Linked DNA regions of Mus musculus: regions 2 and 3 are each linked to region 1. The links are chromatin contacts, called in public promoter capture Hi-C maps. All regions are on one chromosome and are shown on one strand. The core of a region is the stretch at or near the end of the contact, and the rest is flanking DNA. Distances in the headings are between cores, read along the strand shown.

The links. Promoter capture Hi-C pulls out the DNA fragments that hold promoters and counts their contacts.
Region 2: a promoter capture Hi-C map of liver shows a contact between it and region 1, with 6 times the contacts expected there. The contact joins the promoter of Atf7 here to the promoter of D930007P13Rik in region 1. A contact is called at or near these places in 10 of 39 promoter capture datasets (the 3T3-L1 cell line, 3T3-L1-derived adipocytes, the HPC-7 cell line and 5 more) and 1 of 115 datasets of contacts at active chromatin or transcription factors (bone marrow-derived macrophages).
Region 3: a contact with region 1 is called in a promoter capture Hi-C map of liver, with 3 times the contacts expected there. The contact joins the promoter of Aaas here to the promoter of D930007P13Rik in region 1. A contact is called at or near these places in 4 of 39 promoter capture datasets (liver, pre-B cells and stem cell-derived epiblast-like cells).

The regions. Positions count from the first base shown.
Region 1 is chr15:103,144,133-103,148,495 of GRCm38.p6, reverse strand. It overlaps D930007P13Rik (Riken cDNA D930007P13 gene), which reads left to right and starts at 1,668. Exons shown (of 7, transcript NR_045743.1): 1 at 1,668-2,182; 2 at 2,896-2,981.
Region 2 is chr15:102,622,790-102,627,458 of GRCm38.p6, reverse strand. Atf7 (activating transcription factor 7) reads left to right here and starts at 1,995. Exons shown (of 12, transcript NM_001310067.1): 1 at 1,995-2,097.
Region 3 is chr15:102,347,895-102,352,028 of GRCm38.p6, reverse strand. It overlaps Aaas (achalasia, adrenocortical insufficiency, alacrimia), which reads left to right and starts at 1,270. Exons shown (of 16, transcript NM_153416.2): 1 at 1,270-1,533; 2 at 1,949-2,076. The coding sequence starts at 1,411. It overlaps Gm36246 (predicted gene, 36246), which reads right to left and starts at 1,202. Exons shown (of 3, transcript NR_155425.1): 1 at 1,117-1,202.

The sequences.
Region 1 (4,363 bases), core at 419-2,918:
AGCTTGTGGCCTATCTCAAACCAACTTTCAGCTCTCCTAGTGTTCCTATTTAGAATGCCAGTCCCTCTCCTTCCCTCCGATATTTCCCCAGAGAAGTAAATTCAACTGGAGCATGAGACATTGAGGTTAGACACATGGATCGACTGCCCAGCAATGGCCATCAGATGATGCAGAAATAAGTTGCTTAGGGGGAAACCAATTGCTTTTCTTTTCAGAAGCCTGATTGTCAGCCTGCCTGAACCTACACTTTAGCAGACAAGGTTGAATTAGCCTGTGTGTGAGGATACTTTCTCTTCTCTGATTGGGCCCTCATGCTCTCAGATACAATGCAAGCAGGTCAGCTGCAATAGAATCTCCCCCACCCCCACCCCCCCGTACATTTTGCCTGTTCTTCTGTCCCCACAGCCCCGCTCAGATCCTCAAGTCTCCGGGCCCTGCTCGCAGAAGGGATGGCGGAGAGCCCAGAATGGTCCTCTGCGGGGACCTGTGCCAAGCCAGGTTGCCATTTCCATTTTCATTAATTGAAGTGGCGTAATCCTGATCATCTCAGGTCAACAGTTAACTGTTGCTGGCTGGGAGCCTGTGGAGAACTGCCTATGCAGGACGTGCTCTCCTCCCTAACCTTAACCCTTGACCCTAACCTCCACGGTGCTGACTTCTTAGCTAGCTCCCCACCTCACACACATGGCCAACCTCACCTCTTGGGATTCCAGTTTCTATCCTCTCAGGAAGGCCCTCCTGGTGTCTATCTGCTATCCCGCTTGTTGTAATTGGGACTCAATTTTCTTTCTTTGTTCGGTTTAAAAAACATCCTTACAAATGCAGTTGCCTCTTGAAGCTTCCTGTGCTGTGGTTTGGGAGGACAGTATGTCGCTGAACAAAAGGTTTTGTTTTCCAACCCTGAATAGGCAAAGCAAATAGGTGGTGGTCTGGCTGAGTGTAAGAGTGAACACAGGCTTCCCTTCTTACTCAGCTTTGGGGAGGGTCTCTGCCTTACCCTATGAGGGTCATGCTTTGGCATCCTTTCTGCCCATGCTTGGCAGTGTCGCTTTGTGAGTGTCATTACCCCGGGAGAGGTCAGGTGATGTTTTGTCTTGCAGCATGAGTGTGTTAATACACATTTGTGTACTTCTGTGGTTCTAGGGACCATATTTGTTTGCCATTCTTAATCTTCCAGATGGACACTGGTATAAGTGAGTGTAGCCAATTTTTGCTGCTGCTATGTCTTTGTGCGTCTTCAGGATGTGTGTGTGTGTGTTCGTGCGTAGCCTCTTAGTTTTCAGTCTTCATAGGCTGATGTCTTTCTGAGTGTCCTCTGGCCGGGTTCAGAAGGGAGGGAGAGAAGCGTCGGAGGCAAAGGATTGGGCAGGAGGGGGTGCGTGGCAATCTGTGACTCGGAAAACAGACGTGCAGCGCGTGCGGGGCGGAGGCGGGGGCACTCTGGCCCCCAGCTCCTCCGCAATCCAATTAAATAACATTTAAATGCATAACCAGCCCGCGCGCCGATGAGGCTGGAGATTGGAGCGGGCGCGGCGGCGGGCTGCGCGGGCGGCGTTTTGTGGAGCTCAGCGATTCTGGCGGCAATTTCCCCGCGCCGCGCGGCTTTTACGAGCCCGCTCCCGGCGCCCGCCCGCTCCGCTGAGCCCGCCGCCTCCGCCCGCCTCAGTCTGCCTCCGCCCGCGCAGCCCGGCAGCGTGTGGTCCTGCTGCCCGCGCCGCCCCGCCTGTTCCTCTTCGGAGCTGTCCTGGGCTCCTTACTTCCAAAGCCTACCTACCTTAATCCTTTGGACAGAGCGCCCAGCCCTCAGTGCATTGCTGCTTTTCACCTGCTGGCTGCATCCACCTCTGACCTGGACCCCTTTTGGCCTGTGCAATTCCGCTCTATCTCTGGGTCACTGGCTCTGCACAGCTTGTGTTTCTCTCTGCCTCAGTTTACTCTCTTAGGCCTCCTGTGCCCTTTACCTTGAGCCCTTCCCTTTCCTCTTCAAGCCTACATCCTAGCACCAGAGTAAGAGGCTTGAAGGAGAGGCAGAAGGTGGTGGTAACAAGTGCATGGTTGGAAGAGGTGGCTTCTTCTCTGTATCCTTTCAGCATAGAAAGGACCGGCCTGTTCATTCAGGACCATCAGACGGCTCCTGTCCAGAAGTCCTGAGATTGATAGATGTGGGTCCATCAGCCCTGAGGTTAGTATGAAAGGGGCCACTTGCTGAAGAACCAAGAGCAGCCCCACCCCGAGATCCCTGATCTTCTGAAGACAGAATCCCAGGAAGACAGAAAGCAAGACAAGCCATTTCATGTCTTGTGTGGTACCCGACTCCCCTGTTTCATCTTCCCGTTCCCTCCCTTGCATATCTGTGTTCTGCCCCCCAACATATGGAACCTGGCATTTACCATATGCTGACGACCCAGGCAGATTTAGGGAAGATCTTTCCTGGCAGACAAACAGCAAGGGGAAACCCTCCTGCGAGCAGTCTGGCATGCTGGAGGAATGGCATTGAGGCCGGTATGGCTGGAGCAGGGAAAATAAGGAAGGGAATGAGCTGTGGCTTCTAAGAGGTCACAGAAAGCTAATCACGATCATGTGGGGACTAATGAGTCACAGCTAAACTTGCACTTCCACTCTGAATGGACAGGGAGCCATTGGAGAGTCAGGGCCTGAGAGTGATATGCATACTCCCCTTGACTACTCAATGCTGTCATGTTGAGAATGCAGTGGGAAACAAGGACGTCCAAGAGTGCACTGTAGCAGCAAGGAGAGAGTGGGGCCTGGATGAATGTTGCAGAGTCAGCTCGGGGTGGGGGTGGGGGGTGGTTGCGGTGAGTCAGATGGGAACCGTGGAAGCAGCATCATCAAGGAAAAACTAAGAGGTTTTTGTGTTGTTTTGTTTCCTACCAGTGACCAGAACATGGAACTTGTCATTACCTGGTATCATGGAATACCAAGGAGCTGGCATCAGGAGACATGCTTTGGACACATTTAGTGTGAGATGCCTGCTAAAGATCCAAGTAGAGGAGGCTCATGGGTCTTAGTTTCCTGTGAAGACTAGGCTGGCGATAGAGATTTAGGAGTCCTCAGTGATACTGGGTGTGATCCTTCAGGGGTCCAAAGACAAGAGCACAGATACTTCAATATTGCAACAGAATGGAAAAAAAAAAAAAACTGCTGAGGAGGATTTGGGGGAGAGATGTGGGATGAGGACTCTTGACTTGGCCATTCCTCATTCTGAGCAGCCCTCATTGGTCGTTTTCTATATGGTCCTGGCTTCATTCCCCTGGGAACTCTGCACAACAGCCACTCTGGGCACTTTGTGCCACTCACTGTTGACCAGGGCCTGCAAGATTCCAGATGCTCAGCCTTCTAGACCAGGAAAAACAGATCAATAGGGTCTGAAATCCTGCCTCCTCTTTAAAGCTTTGCCAATAGGGAAACTGAGGCCTTGAGAAACAGTTTGCTTGGGGACTCCTGCCAGCAAGCGACCAAGGCCCCTAGAGCAGAACTGAATGTTCCTTGTGTACCTGCACTGTCACAGGCAGCAGAGGGCTACTGAGCACAAGGCTACACCCATGAGACAGAGGCTCGAAGGAGACAACAGAGGCAGGAGATATTCTCACTCCTCAGAAACTTTCACTAAAGTGTCTTCAGTTCTTTGCTTTCATTCTTGGTGACTTCCCAGTGTGGTCTCTCCTCTCTACCCTAGATCCTTTTTGTCCTACAAACCTTACTCTGACCAGATCTTCTAGAACCAGTCCCAAGATCTTTAGATTGCTGATCCTGTCAGGTGGCTCAGGCCCTGAATGAACCCAACAGCCAGTCATCTTCTTCCTTTCTCCTGAGTTCTTAATACCCAGGCCAGTATGTATTCACATGATTCAGCCCTATTATCAAAATGTAACATAATTCTGAGCTACGGACTTCACTCTCTCCACTTGAAGAATTTCAGGCAAAGCTAGTTTTGTTCATCTATGTTGTTGACTGCTGCAGACTCCTAACTGATCCCCCCCCCCCCCCCTTGCTGGTCCCATTCTGCATGCAGCAATCACTCTCACCCAACCCCTGAGTCTGTGTGTTCCTTACTTTTCTCCCGGTCCTTCAACCAGTCTCAACCAGTTCCTACTGGTCCCCTGTCCTGTGCTTACTCTGTTAGGCGGAGCCTGTCTCCACTGTTTCAGTCTCTGGGTTAAAGGGGGCTGGGAGAGACTGACACGATGTTATCTCTAGGAGATGTGGGAAGCCAGAGTGGCATCCTGGAGGGGGCCCTAATAAAGAGGCCAAAGGGGTATAGCTCAATGATAGAGTTCTTGTCTAGCATGCCTAAGTTCCTGGGTCCCTCTCAACATTGGGGGTGGGGAACACAAGCTTGAGT
Region 2 (4,669 bases), core at 746-3,245, 520 kb after region 1:
GAAAAGAGAAGAAAAGAAAAGAAAAGAAAAGAAAAGAAAAGAAAAGAAAAGAAAAGAAAGACTGTGTTAGGTGTTGATATTTAGCTCAGTGCTGGAGTACAAGGCCCTGGGCTCAGTGCCTAGAACAGAGAAGAAAACAGCTTCAAAGGGGGAACAGAGCCCATTACCACCCCTCCACCCCACCTCACCCCTTCTTCTGCCCTACCCCATACAGCCACACACTGGGCAGAGACTATGGCTACAATATTGCTACTGTTATAAAGAAGAAAACACAACTAGTTAGCTGTCGGGATCCCTGGAATCCCTTGTCAACTCTACTTAAATCTGTTCAATTCTTAAGCTTTTATTTACAGTAACACAAACACAAAAAGTACCATCTTAACCACATAATTTGTGTGTGTTCATGTGTATCACAGACTGGTCTCAAATTCACAGAGACCTGCCTGCCTCTTCTTCAGGATAAGTTTTTCAAATGTAGCTCTTATATTTGATGTTCTCCTGAAAGTCTCAAGGCTGTCTCTTAATAATTCAACTCCTCAGGCTAAAGAGATGGCTCAGCAGTTAAAAGAGGACAGACCATTCTTCCAGAAGACCTTGTTTCTAGTCCCAGCACTGACACTGCAGGTCTCAACCATTTGTAACTTTAGTTTCAGGGTACCTGGTGCCCTCTTCTTGCCTCCACAGGTAGGCATCTGGTATGTAGATGGTATACATTCAGGCCAGACAAGTGGCTCATACTTAATACAAGTACTTAGGTGGAGGCTGACACAGGAAAATGAGTTTCAGGACAGCTTGGCTTCAAAATAAGCCCTGCCTCATTCATAAATAAATAAATAAATAAATAAATAAATAACTTTCTCAAGAGGACTTCTCTCAATACTAGCAATAGTGTTTTTCCCCTCTTAGAGTTGCTTTCGGTCTCATTACCCTGAAAAGCTCTTCACTTTCTGAAGTAAGTATAATTATTGACTTATGACCTATCTCTCCCTCAACCGTAAAATAAAAATTCTGTCAGAGAAATTTTCCACATGACCAGGACAGTGTTGTGTGTGCTTTTGTTTTTGACGTAGTATGTGCTGTTGGTATTTCAATAAAATACTTGCTGGGTAACATATACAAATTTTAAAAAAAAAAATCACTGTGCTGTGGCTTCACACTGAGCTACACTAACAGTCCTACTTTCTCTCTGTAAGTGTGTGTGTGTGTGTTGTTCACAGGTATGGAGGGTTGTCCAAGAGACCAGATGACAACTTCAGGTTTGGTTCCTCAGAGCTATCCCCCTTATTTTTATTGTTTGTTTAACGCGGGATTTCCCACTGGCCCAGAAGGCTAGACTGGTGATCATCCATGGTCTTTTGGGGGTGGGGTGGGGGGTTGTTGAGACAAGGATAGCGCTGGCTGTCCTGGAATTCGCTATGTAGACCAGGCTGGCCTCGAACTCACAGAGATCCGCCTGCCTCCATGTGGCGATTAGAGGCGGGCGCCGCCGCGGTGAGGCTGGAGTTGAACGTACTTCCTCACACTACCATCGTAGCTCACACACAGCACACACCGGGCAGGGGCTTCGGCCAGTGAGGTGCTGTCAAGTGTAAAGCAGAAAGTGCAAGCAGTCACCTGCTCGGATCGACTCTTGCTTAACTTCCTCCACACAACTAATGACCAGCTTGGTGACTGAAGTCCCTCTCTTGGCTCCGCTCCCTTAATTCCCCTTTATCCGAGGGCTGCCTGAGACACTCTCAGTCCCTCCCTGCCTTTGCTTCACCTTCGGACCTCCACAGCTACAGACAGATCGGCAGCGTTAGACGCCAGGGCCGCTCTCCCCGCGCTGCCCACACTTTGCAGCCGAACACGTGCGAGTCGTGTGTACAGCGCTCGCCCAACCTTCCACTCAAGCCACGCTCACAGCAAGCCCCGCCCCTAGGCCCTGGTCCAACTCAGCCCCACGAGTCGCGCCCTCGCCCCCACTTCTCGCGAGAAGTGAACACGCCTGGCCGGACGGGAGGAAAGTATCTGCTCCGCTGAGGGGGGAAAGGAGGAGCAGGAGACAGATTGTGGGACCGAGCGCGGGCGGGCGGGAGGCGCCGGAGCTACCAGCGGGTGAGTCCTGTTAACATTAGCTAGTCCGTGGCCTGACAGGAGTCTCTCCTTCTACTCTGGCCAGTCCCAGCGTCCCGGGCCGGGGTCTCCCCTCCCAGTCTGTTGGACGGGGGCGCTGAGGCGGTGGCCAGGCCTGTCTGAGGAAGAGGGTGGGGCGTAGGCTAAAGACAACCAATAGGAGAGAAGGAAGCCACAATTGGCGGCCATGAGCGCTAATGGGAGATCGCCTTTACCTTGCGGAGTGCCGCCCTCTTCTCTTCTCCCGCCTCCTTCCTTTTGGAGGAAGGCGGGGCCAGAGGACTGAAGTGTGGGGAGAACTTGGGGTAAGTAGCCCCGGGGGGCACAGGGCGTGGCGAGGAAAGGGGGGTTGAATCCTGAGGGAAGCGAAGTCTAGTGGAAGTCTAATGGAGGGATCTTGGAGTGGAAGATAGAGGAGGACTGCTAAACTAGGTTGAAGACTCAAAAGATTTCCCAAAAAGTGGGTTTAGGGCTTGGCACTGCAGAAGGCAGAGGTAAATAGGCAGGAGGTAGGTTTGGGTGACGAGAGCCTGGCTCAGGTGAAAGCACGCGTTGTGTGGTCGAAGTGGAGCATTGGGAAACGGGGGTCCTGGCGTTTCGATTGAATTCAGAAGAATCTGAGCAAGAGACACGGTGTCAGAAAGTATGGATCTGGACAGATTAAGTGGATGAGTTTAGGAGGACATGTGAGTGGGTTGGGTTGCTAGAAGGCATCGCTTCGGTGATAATATGGAAATCCAGAGGGTAAGGGGGGATATTTGGAGAAGAGACAGCGACTGACATACAGTCTGGTTCTTTCTTCAGTCGGGAGACCGCCAGGATACTGCTTAGTGTTTTTTGGTGGATATGGCACCCAGACTGGTGACCAGCCAGCCAAAATGCTGGCCCGGGGGTTGAGAAGAAGAAAAGTAGGGCGCTACTCTGATTGTCATTTTTCCAGTGTTCCACTTTCCAAGTTTCATTTCTTTCAGAACACAGGGATGTGGGCCTGGGACTTCGCAGTCCAAGTTGGAGACCCGTTGGGACTTCTATGTTGCTCTGAAATGCTTATTATGTGCACTCACTGGGGTGTTTACTACCCAGGGCACCTCCTACCCAGATTCCCGTGTTACTACTTTCCTAACTTTGTTTTCTGCTTAGCAGAGGGTGTTTTAATATCTCTCAGGGTTCATATGAAGTATAGGTTTGTGGAGATGTGCAGGTTTTTTTTTTTTTTTAATTTCAGCAAACTCATTTGTTTCCTATGTTTAAAATTTTTTCAGCAGTATAATTTCTGAAGAAACTATAGGTACTCTAAACACTAACAAATAAATTTTGTTTCCTTAAATGTGAATTTTCCCTTTCGTTCATTAAGAGTTATTTAATGGATGATTGAACTTAATCTTAATTATCTTGTATATTTTCTTGTTTATTAATTGGGGCAGTGTTTCATATAGCCCAAGTACACCTCAGACTGAGATAACTGAGGGTGACCATGATCCTCCACCCACCTCCCAAGTGCTGGGATAATAGGTGTGTACCACCATATCCAGTTTATGTAGTACTAGGGTTCTCAGGGTCTTATACATGGTAGGTAAGAACTCTGCCATGTGAGCTACAGTCTTTAGCCCTTGTGTGTGTGTGTGTGTGTGTCTGTGGTTTATGTAGTGTGTCATGTAGCCCATACTAGCTTTGAACTCATTTTTAAATTTCTGATCCTTCTATCTCCACGTACCAAGGGTTGATACAAGCATTCGCTTCCATGCCCAGTTTATCAGTTTATGTGGCGCTGGGGATTGAACCTAGGGCTTTGTGCATGCACTGTACCCATTGAGCTTTATCCCCAGTCCACTTTTTATATTTTGAGTGGTGTGAGTGAAATAGACTCATAGTTCAGGAAATTGAACATTTTCTCATGTTTTCTTTGCATCCAGATTTACAAAAAAGAGCTATCATAGTATTTTAGGACAAGGGTTGAGGAACTCAAACACAATTTGTTTTTAAGCATGGGGGATGTAAAGTAAGTGGAAGCTATTGCGAAACTCAACATGACTGTAAGAAAAGAAGCTAAAGAAAAGGTTGGCAGCCATACGAAGTAGTCTTACCAGTTTGTTCTTAATTCTGTACAGAAAAGGGACAGGACATTGCCCTTTGTTTAGTAGTTGTATATCACTTAATAGTGAGTTAAGACTCAAACAGCTAATTAATAACTTTCTTTGCATAGGTTATATTCCTTCTACCGCCCCCCACCACCACCTTTTGGCATTTGTGCATGCATGAGTGTGTGAGTGTGTGTGTTGTAGGGATTTATAGTGGTACTTAAGTTAGAGCTTGTGCATGCCAGGAGAGCATTCTACCAGTGAGTTATAACCCTACCTCTTTTATTTTTGAGAATTGAAGTACTACTAAAGAAAAAACACAGATCATGTGGTTTTGTATTAACCCCTGTTCTTCAGCAGCCAGTTGAAGTGTTTCTCCTTGGCTAGAAATTGTCCCTATATAAACACTGAGACTGATCAACTACCAAACCTTTACTATTAGCTACTGAATTGGGTTTCAACTGGGAGCATTTGCT
Region 3 (4,134 bases), core at 21-2,520, 800 kb after region 1:
CTCACCATCCCACACTTCCCTCCCATTTGTCTATTCAGATTTTGAGCTCACAATTGAATTAAGTTAGAATTAAACCATCTAAACATCTCTCTGTAGTTCTAGCCCCCCCCCCAACCCCTTCAGTTTCAGAAAAGGTCTCAGGAGAGCATGGTGGTAGATCTTTAATCTCAGCACTCTTGGGAGATAGAGGTATGAATCTCTATGAATTCAAGGTCAGTCATGTCTACATAGCAAGTTCCGTGCTAGCCAGAGCAACATAGCCATACCCTGCCTCAAAATAAAGCCTAGGGCTGGAGAGATGGCTCAGCAGTTAAGAGCACTGACTGCTCTTCTAGAAGTCCTGAGTTCAATTCCCAGCAACCACATGGTGGCTCACAACCATCTGTAATGGAATCAGATACCCTCTTCTGGTGTGTCTGAAAACCATGAGAGTGTACTCATATAAATAAAACAAATCTTAAAACAAACAAACAAACAAACAACAAAGCCTAAATAAGACAAAGTCAGGGTGGTATGTATCTCAAGTTGGAAGAGAACTATGGAGTGGACATTCAGTGATCCTCCTGCCTGTACCTCCCAATGCTGGGATTACAGATCGGAGTCAACGGTATTTGGAGGCAGGGGCTTGCTACGCAGTCTACACTAACCTTTTATTCTTGTCCACATCCTGTAGGCATTACAGCCTTGGGCCAATATGCCCCACCAATGTCTGGTTTGTGTGTATTTTGGTCCAATCTGTGTCATTTTGCTACTGGTAGTTCAACGGTGCACTTTTGGGGTTATTGTAAGGATTATAGAAGCGTTTGTTAGTGATATACTCGGGAAAAGTTACTGTCCTTCCAGTGTCCGTCTCTCTCTTTCAGGACGCCTTACCCTGTGAAGTCCGTTCTGACTGTCCTCTAAAGTCTTTTTTGTTTTTTTTTTGGAGGTGGGGGGGCGGGGAAAGCTCACTGGTAGGATGACATCGTCTGTATATTCCTCAAGGATATTTACGGGGGTTGGAGAGTTTAATTAGGTACTTTCCTAAACCTGGCTTATTTTGGGCTTTTTCCGTACTAAGTAAGTGAGTGGGAGACGCTGCTGGGGATTCAGAGTTGGAAAAAACAGTAGTCTTACAGGAAACAAACCAAAACCAAACCGCGGCGCTCCTTACGCCACAGGTCGGTCCTCGGACGTGTCAGCGTCGTGCCCGCTCCGTACGCAAGGGGGCGCGCCAGGAAGTCCCGGAAGTCCGTCCCGAAACCCGACTCGGAACTTTCTTCCTTGCACTTCCGTTCAGCTTCGCGCAGTCGTTTGTCCTGTACGGCTACCCGTCCTCACACGAATCTAGCCCGGGAACTAAGATTCCGGGGAGCGCAGTCGTCACCAGCCGGGAGCCTGTCGATTCCAGACGCTCTCCGGACTGGCAAGATGTGCTCCCTGGGGTTGTTCCCCCCGCCGCCGCCTAGAGGTCAAGTCACCCTGTATGAGCACAATAACGAGCTGGTGACCGGCAACAGCTATGAGAGCCCGCCTCCCGACTTTCGGGGCCAGGTGGTCCGGGTGGGAACGCTGCGGTGGGGATGCGGAAAGTGGGAATAGAGGCGACGCGGCGGGGCTCGCTCACAAGTGATTGGGAACGGCATGACTCCCACAGGAGACTGGAGAGAACGAAATATATTTTAGGGCCTGTGTTACCCAGTTAGGCATGCCAAGGCATGTGAGGAGGTTCTAGGAGGGGTAGAGAAGATGATGGATGCCGTCCATCAGGTCTTCTCTAGTGTCAACCCTGTGAAAAACGATTGTGGTTTGCAGATGAGGACTGAAAATTTTCTGTCCCACAAGTGTTACATTTGTGGGTATGGGAAATGGGGCCGTGGAATCTCTTATGCCATAGGTTGGAGATGGCAAGGAGTTCTGTTAAGATTTGGGGAAGAGACTGACTGCCTCCCTCTCTTCTGAGGTATAGTGGATCAATCTTCCTGTCCTACACCTGACCAAGGATCCCCTAAAAGCCCCAGGGAGGCTGGACCATGGTACAAGAACTGCCTTCATCCATCACCGTGAGCAAGTGTGGAAGAGATGCATCAATGTTTGGTGAGGCATAGCAAACAGTGGCTTAAATAGGCCATGGTCTACCGAGCCTGCTTTGGGCAGCTCTTGAATGGCTGCTTATTGCAGTCTGTGTCTTCATATTACCACAAATCATATTAGGTGATCCATTTTTATTGTAAAACTCAAGGGTGTACCAGAAACCTCATTTATCCCTAATAGCTTGGCTTGATTTTACAAACCTGCTCTCAGCACCGACCTCATTTGCTTTTATCTGAAGCTCAGGAAAGTTAGGAAAAGGTTGAATTGATTCGTTAATATGTAGGACATGTAAGAATTAAAGCTGTGCTATCTTTTTTTTTTTTAACTGTACGTTTGGAAAAGTTACATAATTACTCTGTCCTAAAGCCAAACCCCTTTAAACCATGGTGACTAAATAGATACAAAGCACATAGAAGCATTTCCTGGCACATTAATCCCTTGATGTGTTTGCCATCCCCATTATTATCATTGCCATTATCTGTAAAAAGAATCCCTGGTGCCGGGCGTGGTGGCTCACGCCTTTAATCCCAGCACTCCGGAGGCAGAGGCGGGCGGATTTCTGAGTTCGAGGCCAGCCTGGTCTACAGAGTGAGTTCCAGGACAGCCAGGGCTACACAGAGAAACCCTGTCTTGAAAAAACAAACAAACAAAAAAAAAACGAATCCCTGGCAATTATGTTCCTGGGTTCATGAGTTTGCTTGTTACTTTGTGAGTTGTTGTCAAATAGCCTTTTATCCAAATTTTACATACAGGACTTGGGGTATAGCTCAGTTGGCAGAGTGCTTGCCTGGCATGCAGGAAGCCCTAAGATCAGTAACTAGCACCATGTAAAACTAGGTATGATTGGTACATGTCTGTAATCTCACACTAGGCAGGAGGAGCAAAAGCACGTGGCTATTCTTGGCTACATTGCAAAATTGAGGCTAGCCTGGACTTCATGAGACTATCTCAAAACCAACCAACCAAACCAAAAGCAAACAAAACAGAAACTGGGCAGTGGTATTGTGGTGATGGTTAAATTGCCTATGGAAGCACCTAGCCCAGTGCCTGGTATGTTATAGATGTATTTGTTGATATAATTACTACTTGCTGTTTCTCAAAATATTACTCAGCCTTACTGATATCTTTTTTAAAAAAAAATTTATTTATTATTTATATTTAAGTACCCAGTAGCTGTCTTCAGACACAGTAGAGGGCTTCAGATGTCATTACAGATGGTTGTAAGCCACCATGTGGTTGCTGGGATTTGAACTCAGGACCTTTGGAAGAACAGTCAGTGCTCTTAACCGCTGAGCCATCTCTCCAGCCCACTGATATCTTAATTATTCCTCCATTCTATGTATTCTGCTCCCTAAGTTTCTCAAACTTCTCTCTTTTATATCCTGAGAGTTCAGGCTACTTCACCTTTTATTCTGAGGAGTCCTTAAGTAGCTTGCTTTCTTTCTTTCTTTCTTTCTTTCTTTCTTTCTTTCTTTCTTTCTTTTTTTTAATTTTTATTTTATTTTTTTATTTTTCGAGACAGGGTTTCTCTGTGTAACAGTCCTGGCTGTCCTGGAACTTTCTATGTAGACCAGGCTGGCCTCAGACAGATCTGCCTGCCTGTGCCTCCTGAGTGCTGAGGTTAAAGGCGTGGGCCACCTTAAGTAGTTTCTTACTTGATCCCTTTCTCCATTCTGGACTCCTCTAATGTCCAAACTGATCTTTCTGAAGTGCTCTTGTGATTATTTGTTTCCCTTGCTGAAGACACTTTGATGACTTTCCATTCCCTGTTTGAAAGTATGGTTGATGCCCCCCTCTCCCTCCCTCCCTCCCTTTCTCCTCCTCCTCCTCTCCCTTTTCTCCCTCATTCTCTATTTGAGACAGGGCCTCCTCTCGAATCAGTTTGTAGCCGTGGCTGGATGAACTCACCACTTAGATCAGTTTGGCTGAGGACTCACAGGGTTCTTCCTGCCTCTGCCTCCTGCAAACGGAATTAAAGGTGTTTGCCCGCACGCCTGGCCAAGCCCTAACTGACTTGCTCAGAAATTCTACCACCTCCAGTCCTTGAAATTTAGTTGCCTC